2 separate regions of the Arabidopsis thaliana genome follow, and region 1 is linked to region 2. The links are chromatin contacts, called in public capture Hi-C maps. All regions are on one chromosome and are shown on one strand. The core of a region is the stretch at or near the end of the contact, and the rest is flanking DNA. Distances in the headings are between cores, read along the strand shown. Region 1 holds the start of QUL2 (QUASIMODO2 LIKE 2). Region 2 holds the start of LOV1 (NAC domain containing protein 35).

Evidence for each region. Capture Hi-C pulls out chosen DNA fragments and counts their contacts.
Region 1: a capture Hi-C map of seedling shows a contact between it and region 2, with 2.1 times the contacts expected there. The contact joins the promoter of QUL2 here to the promoter of LOV1 in region 2. A contact is called at or near these places in 1 of 26 Hi-C or Micro-C datasets (root) and 1 of 3 other capture datasets (seedling).

Annotation. Positions count from the first base shown.
Region 1 is chr2:1,048,634-1,054,115 of TAIR10.1, reverse strand. QUL2 (QUASIMODO2 LIKE 2) reads right to left here and starts at 3,369. Exons shown (of 8, transcript NM_001335184.1): 1 at 3,137-3,369; 2 at 2,096-2,885; 3 at 1,867-2,002; 4 at 1,548-1,788; 5 at 1,202-1,427; 6 at 542-1,108; 7 at 268-400; 8 at 1-175. The coding sequence starts at 2,607. The coding sequence ends at 931.
Region 2 is chr2:645,760-651,204 of TAIR10.1, reverse strand. LOV1 (NAC domain containing protein 35) reads right to left here and starts at 3,667. Exons shown (of 4, transcript NM_180655.2): 1 at 2,870-3,667; 2 at 2,271-2,539; 3 at 810-1,239; 4 at 385-704. The coding sequence starts at 3,161. The coding sequence ends at 556. AT2G02455 reads left to right here and starts at 2,518. Exons shown (of 2, transcript NM_001335118.1): 1 at 2,518-2,727; 2 at 2,873-3,325. The coding sequence starts at 2,988. The coding sequence ends at 3,200.

The DNA.
Region 1 (5,482 bases), core at 2,120-4,619, 400 kb before region 2:
ATAATATTTTGATGTTGCTTTTGAGTTATTTTTTGATGAATGGTTTTTGACAGACGAGAAGTCTTTGGTCACTACCATCTTGAAGATCAATGACTCTTGCTTCCCAACGCACTCGAGCTGCAAGTGCTCGAGCCATCTCGATTACTCCCACTTTGTCGCTTAGAACAACCCATCCCTATTGAATCAATCACACAAAGATCACTTTGGTTAGTTGATTTTTTGGGATCTTATGGGGAAAAAAAGAGAGTGGTGTTTATATATATGAACCTCAGGGCGAAGAATCCGGTCCATCTCCAAGAACAAGTCCATTAGGCTGCATCGTTCTGAGCTAAGATGTGTGAGAAGTTCATTGGCATGAAGCATGTCATATGTTCGAGGATATGTCGGGAATGGTTCACACCTACGCAGTTGACAAAAACATTTAAGAATCAATAAAAAAAAATCGATATAATTCTTCAGTTTGCTGCAAATGTTGCTTAATATCTAAAAAGATCTTCTTTAACCATTATTATAGGTGACAGAAGGAAAAACATACACTCACCAGTCATGTAGAACACCGGCGAAACCACGATCAAGTATGATAGGAAGAGTATTACGTGCATTGACTGGGACGACGTTCATTACCCAAGCAGATTTTCCTTCGTCGAGTAAAGCGGCATTTAAATTCCCAAAACGAGCATGCATGTCCATCACATTGCGTATCATGTTGAAAGGCGGGAGAGGATCCTCATCACCGGGTCTCTTCGGATGGTCAGAGAAAATTAGAGGTGTAAGCAAGGACCAATAGTTTTTCAGAGCTGATCTCCATATTTGTGTATCCTCGAAGAATTCTTCCGGTTTTAAACCTGTATTCAGTATATCCAAAACAACATATTAAATTCTGAAAGTATCAAGTAAAATTTAAACAATGAGAAAGAAACAACGAAGTGGTTATCCAAAGAAATACTTTCCATGAATTTCAAGCCCGGCAGAGGTTGTTCCTGCAACAGCAGACCTGTTCTGTATAGAAATCCAGCGTTTACTCGTGGTTCCGCTTATACATGGAACCAATGGGTGGTAATACGGAACGCTATCTCCATCTTTGCAAAGAGGTATAGAAGCTTGCGAACTAGACCAACCAGAAAAGAAAGAAAAAGCATCAATACAGGAAAGCCAAGCTTACGCTTTAAATGCCAAGAATATGCCTCAGGATCACACTTACCGAGAAGAATAGCAACTTGAATCAGAAGTTTTCTGCCAAAGAAACGTCTCATCCTGCTGAGCTGTTAGACTCCAACAGATTTTCTTAGATAACTCATTCACCCGTGTTGAGATGCTCGTTTTCTTGGTATCTGGTAAGTTTCCCTGTGCTTTGTTTGTGGGAGAAGTTAAAACAAAGTATCCCCCGGGTTTCAGAACACGATCCACTTCCAAAAGTAGCATTGCATCTGCTTAAGGGACAAACAGAACGTCAACATATCAGAACAAAGTTAAACATATTAGGAGATCTCAACTTTAAAAGTTCAAAAACAACTAGACACGCTTGCAAGACCTGTTGATGTGATTACCTTTGATATCCCAAGTAGTGCCACATTGAGCACAATGGACCATATCAAAAGACAGTGCTGGATAAGGAAGCTGTTTTGAAAAGAAATTGCCAATCATTGCAGGAAGGCCTCTCTCTAGAGCTAACTGAACTTGGCTCCCAGTTGCCTCATACTCAGCAATACATATAGGCATCAGCTTCAAAGACACTAAATGAGCACCAAAGCTACCAAATCCGCAACCAATGTCTAACACAGTCCGTACCTGCAAGCATCAGAAGAAATCTCAGAAGCTGGAACTGAAAATTTTGATGTGTAAGATAATAAGATTAAGAATACTTACACCCGCTTGAGCAAATTCAGTATCACTTCCTAAACCTATCATCTCAGCAATTTGACGAGCATAGTCTTTGACCCCATCAAAGACCAGGCCGTCCTCCGAGTGAAAGGTTATTTGATTCTCTTCAAGCAACATTAACCTAATAATGATGACAATGAAAAATAAGACATCACAGAACAGAAACCATATACATGGGGAAAACTGAATTTGAAGAAAATGTATGTCAAAAGACCTCGTTGTCACAGTTCCTGAAGAAAGAAACTGGTCTTTGGTAATCTTCACGTTCCCACTCCATATGATATCTCTACCAAGTGGCCACCTAAGTGGTATTTTATAATCTCTCGGAGGACGAACTACACATCTTTCCTTCTCTCTTTCAAACTCGCAATGTCGATCTAACTCCTCACCCTCTTGAAGCCCAGCAAGCAAATTCCCAGTTATGTTATAACAAGGCACATAACTTTCTCTTTCTTTACCACAAAAAGGAAACTCTTTTAAACTAGCCCCTAAAGAAAGAGACCTCAGATCAAGATAATCAACAGCAGCTTGCTCCTTTATCCTCCTATAGTTACTATAAATGTTCGGCACAAGTGTCGAACTTGACGAAGAATCATACGAATTAGATGTCAATGGTGCTAAAATAGTAACTAGAGCCACAACACCAACAATGAAGAATAACAACCCTCTGATCCGTGGTCTGAGACCAAAAACAGAGGAAACACTCTTGTACCAAGAACCTCTCATATCATTCGTAAGCAGAAACCACTAATTCCTCTCGCTGTACACAGAAACTTTTTCATCCGCTTCTTTCACCAAACAAGTCTCAATTTTGAAGCACATAGTCTCATTACCTGATCAAGCCACAATCCTAAGGAGACAAAGGCAAGATTTTTCTCCACTCTTTATGATCCAAATCAGGAAATGGCCTCACTACTAATAGAGATGCCAAAATTCAGAACCAAATCTCGATGTAGCCAAAAATTGAAGATTAAAACTCTCAAAGGCAAATGCAATCAAATCACCTGCAATCAAATCTCACAGATCAAAAATCGAAATTTTCCCAAAAAAGAAACATTACCATTTCTAGTGAATCTATACATTAAGCGAATTTTGCTTTTTTGTCGGCGAAAATTCAAGAAAAAGAAAAGCTTGATAATAATTCTGATGGATAAACCCATGATTGAGATCTCGAGAATGGCGAAGAAGATCAGATCAAATAAATTAAATGCAGACAAAATGACGATAATCAAATTAGGGTTTTTGAGATGCGTACCAAAGTTAACAGATTTCAGAGCAACAACAATGGCGAAATTTTTGAGAGATTCAGAAGAAAGATAGAGAGAGAGATATTCCAATTATATGGGCACTCTCTTGTAAGCTTCTTTTTTTATTAATCGAATTTTCTGAATATGGAGATTAATAATAACAAATAATGATGATGAAGATTATAATCCTAAACTTAGATCTAATTAAGAAAGTATGTGTAAGTAAACTTTTTAAAACAAAGAATTGTTTAGTTTTGGTTCCAGCAAAAAAACAGTCATGAGGAGAATAATTGCAAAATTCGTGGTGCACTTTTGCTTTTTGTGCATTTATTAAATTGGTCTCTTTGTCTCTTGGTCTCTTTATTTTATTATTTTTCTAAAATTCTCTATATCAAAAAGGTTTTTGTTAATTATTATTATTAATTTGTATGATTATGTTGTTGGTGGTGAGCAATAACAATCCACTACTATAAAAGAAAACCTAATTTTCATGTTTATGGGTTAAATAATTTATTTTATACGTGTTAGGTTAAGTATATTTATAAAATTTTGAGTACTACATAGAATTATGTAACTCAATTATAAGAGCATGTTCATAGGTGATACTCACAAAGTATCATTAAGAATTTTTTTAGTATTATTTATAATGTTTGTTTAATAAATATATATAATTTTTTTTGTTTTTGTCAAATGTGACCAATCAGAAGAAGCCACGTCAGATGATACTGGTATCATAAATATCAGTGGACTGATACTGATCAAACATATTATAATTGCTTTATTAATATAAAAATAATTTTAGGACTTGTGATACTCTAAAAATATCACCTATGTACATGGTCCTATTATTATTATATGTACTTAGAAAAGAGTCCTATTTTTAAAAGAAATAAATTGTCCTTGTTACGATTTATGGAAGAAGAGGAAAAAAAAGAAAGAAATCAGGCAACAAAACGTCAAAGCAATCGTTTTCTTATTATGTCGCATTAACAACTTTGAAAGAAAACAAATCTAAACACAACACTGATATTTTAGTCGTAAATAATATTTTTAAAAAACCAACAAAGATATCAAAATCTCAGGACAACGATCGAACTTGGGTTGATGTCTTGATGAGATAAGATCATTAGAACAACATGCATGATCAAATATAAGCGTTTACTACCTTCAATCTCTCCATTCGAGTAATCTAAATCCATTTGCACAACGTCTCATGGATGATGTCTCGAGTTTTGGAATAATCCGTTTTGATTAGATATTTTGCAAGAGTTTGTGATCATAATATAGGATTCTATGAAGATGGGTATAGCTCATAAAGAGAAGAAATTCTATTAGTTTTTCCCACTCAAGTTCTCACAAATCTTCTCATTGAATCTCCAAATATGTAATTACGAAGCTTCGCTTTTTTCTAGTAGACTTCCATGAAATGAAGGCATGATTAAAATACAACTTCTTAGGAATTATCACAATAAGACGGATCACTCCTGCTTATATGGATCATTAAAATGTGATAGACCGTTTGTGGAAAATCATATTAACCGTTTTTAATGATCATGATAAACATCTTGCTTGGACACAAATCATATATATGAAAGTTGGTCAACTCTCTCCATATGAATGACACATCATCACACTGGAGAGTGCCACATGTCATTCTAAATTAATATCATTTAACAATTAACAAAAGTTAGTGACGAAAAATTAAAGTTCTCATATTGCATTAAACCATCCATCAATCCCACTCTTAATTAACTATTTTCAAAATAAAAGAAAAAAATACAAATCATGTTAATGTATCAAACACTACTTTTATTCTACTTTTTCTATTTTGCTATTTTTTATAGTCATTATCTGATATTTGTAACTTAGCTGTTTGCTATTTAACCTTTTTTAGTTTAGTATTTTAACTTAATCTTCTCTTATTATTACATTTTTTGGTCTACATGATATATGATTTTTTTGTACCTTATGATAAATTGGTAATATTAATAATGACATACACATTTTTCAAGTAAGTTTTTTTGGGATCTTAGATATACCAAAACATTCAATACAAGACACTTTCTCCAATATGGGTATATGTAAATGCAAAGAGAGATACCTAAAAGTGTTGACTTAAATGACTCTTTAATTTTTTGCTTTTTGTTTTCTCTTTTGGTATAAAACTTTTGAAATAAATGAGTAGATAGAACTTTTGAAATAAATGAGTAGATAGTTATACATTTGTTATTCAAATTATTACAATTCAATATTTAGTCATGAGCTTATCATGATGTGACTAGAGTACTAGATTAGGAAAATACATGGAACAAAGAATAGTTTGCTTATAATCAAGTTAGATAAGTTTCAAACCA
Region 2 (5,445 bases), core at 2,418-4,917:
GCACTAACAGGTAACTAAAATTAAACATCTTGGATCTAATGCATGTAAATGACAATGCAAAATGAATTCTAATAAGTGATGAATAAACAACAAAAAATATCAACATTCAATTTGAAATTTTGAAATGGAATGAAGACCAAATTAAATATCACTAGGTTGGATTTACGGTTACTATTGTTATGGTTTAGTTAGTGTTTGGTTTTAGTCTGGTTTCGGTTAGGGCTCGTACATGAAAATCTAATCCAATAAGTTTATTTCTTCTTTGGTTTGTTTGAGAACTTTTGATACGGATTGCACTCCTTAGTCATTTTGTATTCATATATTACAGTGAATTTTTTTTTTTTAACTACGTTGAATCTAGCTTAAAGAAATTAACTTTAACACAAGAAAAAAAAAACTACTTAATTGACTATATATGTTGAGAATCAGTTCCATTACATAAACTCGCAGTAATCAATCATTGTCTATCGCCATAACAATATATAAGGAGTATGAAAATATGGCAAAGCAGCATTAATAATTATTGTCATGGATAATAATCATGATCTAATTAAATTACTTAAAAGGAATATTAGTATAGTGATCTCTGTTTCCATCTGGTACTATTGGATTCCACATATCCCACAAAGCATTGTTTGGAATCGTTCCTGCAGGAATCATGTTCATAGCTAACGCCGCTTGAGTTTGAGGCATTAGCGTTGTCGCTGTAGTCGCCGCAGCCACCAATTGTAATGCGTTTGCGTTAGCATTTTGTTGTTGAGTATGATGAAACTGTTGAGCAATTTGAAAGTATTGGTGATTGATGTTACCTCCATCTGATATTTGGTAGTTAACTAGTCTTTGAAGATCGTCAACAATGGCAGTTTCATCATCGTCTTGATGATTTCTCGTAGAGACTATCAATGTGTTGTTGCTTGTGTCGTAAGGCATTGGACGATATATGTTTTGATTGGCTAGAGCAATGGTAACGTCAGAGTTACTGTTTGTGGTCGTTGTTGTTGTGCTGCCGTCGCCGGAATATTCGGTGGAGAGCTTCTCGAGATTGTTGATGTTGTTGTTGTTGTTAAGGTTGTTGTCGGAATGATTAGAGGAGGATGAATGGTGTTGTTGTTGTCTTAAGGCTAAACGGGATGATGTCGATGAGTTATGGTTATGATGTCTTGTGGAGAGAGAACGTGGTACCGATGGATGATCTTCTACTCCTGGCCTTTTGTACACTCGGCACAATGATATTTCAGCCTATAATTATACATGAGCACATTGATTAGAGACTTGATACATATATCAAATTATCAAATATAGACTAACAATATCTATGAAAAATATCATTTATCGAAGATATGGTTTTGAAAGAAGATTCACAAACTATGTAAAGTTAGCATTAGCAAAAAAAGATAGCACGTTTAGAAGAAATTTAGAGTACTATCATATGACGTAACAATGCAAATATAATTAAGATGATTATATTTATTATTTTTTATATATTTAATTGCGTAATTTTAGTTTTATTAGTACAAGTGAATGTGCAATACATACACATAGATAATTATGTCAACCCTGTTGTTTTAGCTGTCTTATGCATACATCATAATATCATATATATACATAGAAAATTTTATAAATTTATGGTTTCAAATGGTGACGACATATAAGTCGAAAGAGCCCAAAAAATGTATTTATCTATCCATTGTCATTTTCCGTATACATAATATTTTTTCGGTCTACTCCATAAACCGTTATCATTCGTATAGATTTTAAATGTTCGCATATAAATATGTTGGTATAATTCATATATGCCAAATTATTTCAAAAAATGTTGGGTAACTTAAATAGAAGACATGAATTAATGTGAGGAAGAGCAGGAACATTCATGTCATAAATTGTAAGAAAAACTAACTATGTCTCTGCAGAATTAAGGTATATGAATGTCGAGTGTGATACTTGTGTGTTTATATATATGTGTATGCATCTATCTATTAATGTATTCTACTATAACATATGGGCCATGTCTAGCAATTTAAAGAGTTCACGCATATGACATGAACATTTTTCTGGATTTAAGCGCAAACGCCGCCTGACATTTAGTCCATTCACAAGTATTTTTGATCTTATCGAATCAATTCCAAAATAAATAAATAAAACTAGTCAAAAAAGAAAAAATTCAAACTGTCTAGGGATTAATTTCAATTTTAAAGGCCTCACCACCTAGCTAGGGTTATATCTATGTATGTATGAATAGGATATATATAGAGTTATAGTAGAATTTATACCTTTTGGTACTTCTCGGTTTCATGGTGCGGAAGACGATACTCGTTCATGATCCAACTAGTACGAGTGCCTTTAGGGGCTTTACCAGAGTAGAAAACTAGGGTTTTCTTTAATCCGATAGGCCGAGAAGTCTCCGATCTGATCATCCTATCAGCTCCGGTGGCTTTCCAATATCCTGAAGTCGTTACTCGGTTCGGTCTATCTCCATTTCTATATTTCCGATCTCTTGGCACATAGAAGTACCACTCTTTCTCTCCTATCGCCGCCATAGCTGCATATACATATATCTATGATTAAACATACATAAGCTAATTATGAAAACATACACATATTTGTATATCTTATGATATATATGTAGGTTGTTTAATTAGGTTAATTTAAGAAAGAAACTAAAGAGGGAGAAGCGTTTAAAGATATTGAGAATTGTTAACGATCGACATAGTAATACTTCATAAGGAGGTAGGTACATATATAGGTTAAAAAAAAAGAAATAGAGAGAGAAAGTGATAAGAGAGAAGAAAGATCTTAACATATGAATAGAAATTAAGATTTCCAAATAGTTTGAGATGATTTATGTGTGTTTATGTGAATGTATATTTACCAGGAAGTTCCCAAGGATCATAGCGATAAAGATCGAGGAAAGTGATGAGTTCTACATTAAAGCGTTTGCCTTCAACTTTTCGGCGAAGGTAAAACTCTATGAGTTCTTCTTCGGTAGGATGGAATCTAAATCCGGGCATGACCATGTCATGATCATGATCATCAGCTTCATCTTCATTTTGGACATGACTCTCTTGGCCGCCTCTATGATCATTGTCTTCTATACCTTTTTCGTTATTGTTGACTTGGTTACTCATGGGAATGATGCTTGTTGTGGAGGATACAATTGCCATATATCAAAAAGACTAGATATGTGTATGCATGTGGATTAAGGTGATATATGATGATGAAAAGTGATTAAGGGTTTGCTTGGTTTTTATACTAACAATGGAAGGGAAAAAGAGAGATGAAATTGAGTGGTGTTGAGTAGAGATAAGAGGAGGAGAAGAAGAAGAGAGGACGACTATATAGGAATGAAACGTCATCGTTTTTGGGAGTTGAGACCAAACTAGAATAAGACAAAGAGAGAGAAGAAGAGAGTTAAGGAGGAGACAAAGACTTGTCAAATTGAGGACAGGGTGTCCACGGTTTTGTTTTCTTAGCCGTGCCTTTGGACCTTTCTCTCACTCTCCATTTCTAGCTTTTTGTTTCAAAATAAAATAAAATATCTATCTATTAGTTTTATGTATTTTTTCTAAATACTAAAGTTTCAAATATTTAATAATTATTGGGTTGTAACACAAATGAAAAGAACAGTTGATATCTTTTACAGGAAAAATTAAAGTTTATGTATTATAAACGAAAAAATATTTTGAAACAATATTACGAATTGACATCTTTCAAATGGATGTCATGGACCTCATGGTTACTAGTTCAATTATACTTGGAAAAAATAATAATTAATGTTTTAAATGCAATATCAACAATTGGTGTGGACATACGAAAAATATAGACCGAAAGTCTAAAATTCCCAAAAACTATCATTCTTAGAAAAAATATATCATGGTTTTCTTTATAGTTTTATTTGCACATGCACCATCTCATGCACGTTAAAGATTCATTAGTTTTAGTTAGGTATATGATTGGTATTTTATAAAGACAATCTAAACTTTAGAGAATAACAAATTAAGTTGATTTCATGTATAATTTATGTGTAAATAGTCTATATTTTGTTTTGGTTTTTGTTCCAATCCATCGCTACAAAAATTGCGAAAGTGTAACTAATCTAATTCTCCTGATCAAGGCATAGCGATAAAGGATCCATAATAATTCATTGTTATAGGTAGACTAATTGAATAACGGATATTCTTAAAACAATGTTAAAAATTTGGATTATTATAGTTAATTTATTCATCGTTGAGACAAAGAATTCTGATTGGTGGCCTATATTACTAATTAAATAATAATATCACGTATGCTTACTATGTCACTCGTCATAAATATATTTACGTGTTTTTCATATGCTTCAGCTTCACGAACGTTCTCTTATTGTTTCGCTATTTTTTTTATGATATATTTGGCCCACCATATCTTCATTGCATGATACTACTATGTCTTCAATTATGAATGCAAAACAAACTGACCATGATTTTGCCAACGCTCTCCATGTTCCTATGACTTAGTAAGAAGCTGAACTTACAGTACATATGTTAGAATTTAGAAACCCGCCAGTTCTTTAAAATTTGTATTAATATATATAGATACAATATATTATATTTAGATATATGTATCTATAATCTATATGTATAATTGTTCCATTTTATTAATAATTCAAAAAAGTAAATAAGATATAGACACAAAACAATAAACATCGTAACAACATTAGCATATATATATATATATATAGCTGAGCTAAAAAGGCTAGGCAAACTGTAATATATTTAAGTTCATCATGGAAAGATAGATAAAATATATACTAAGTACAAATTTCATACTTACAAGTTTATATGGAAAAATGAATTTAAAGTATCAACGTAAATGAGATAATGAATGAAATTAAAGTGAGGTGGTAGTGGGGCTTCTACGAAACGAGAGTGGGGTTTTTAGAAACCTTACTCTACGTTGTAATGACTTCATATTTTATATTTTTATTTTGTCAAATGTTTCAATGGATGTCATGGACTTCATATTTTTTAGAAATCCGTGAATGCATATATCTCATTCACAACAAATTTCATTGGATTGAGCTCAGTGTAGACAGACATTTTTCAATATGGATGTCGCGTACCAAAAAAGCTTATGAAACGTGGAAAAGATAAACTATTCAACAACCATTAATTAGACCATTGCGATATCAGAAAATGAACTTTTTTGTGTTGTTAATTCGAATCTTCGTCAAGAAAATTATCTAGTTACATGATTTTTTTTGTTTTTATGTTTAAACAATTTATAATATATTTACTACGAACTAATCAAATAGTAAATCAGTAGACATACACATATTTCAAAAATTATTATACCAGTTTAGTTTACATAAATGTATAGCTTTTGGATATATATTTAAGGTTTTCATTAAAATGAATGTAGGTATGAAAGGAAATATTATGTATGACATGGAATCATAGGCATGGACCCTTC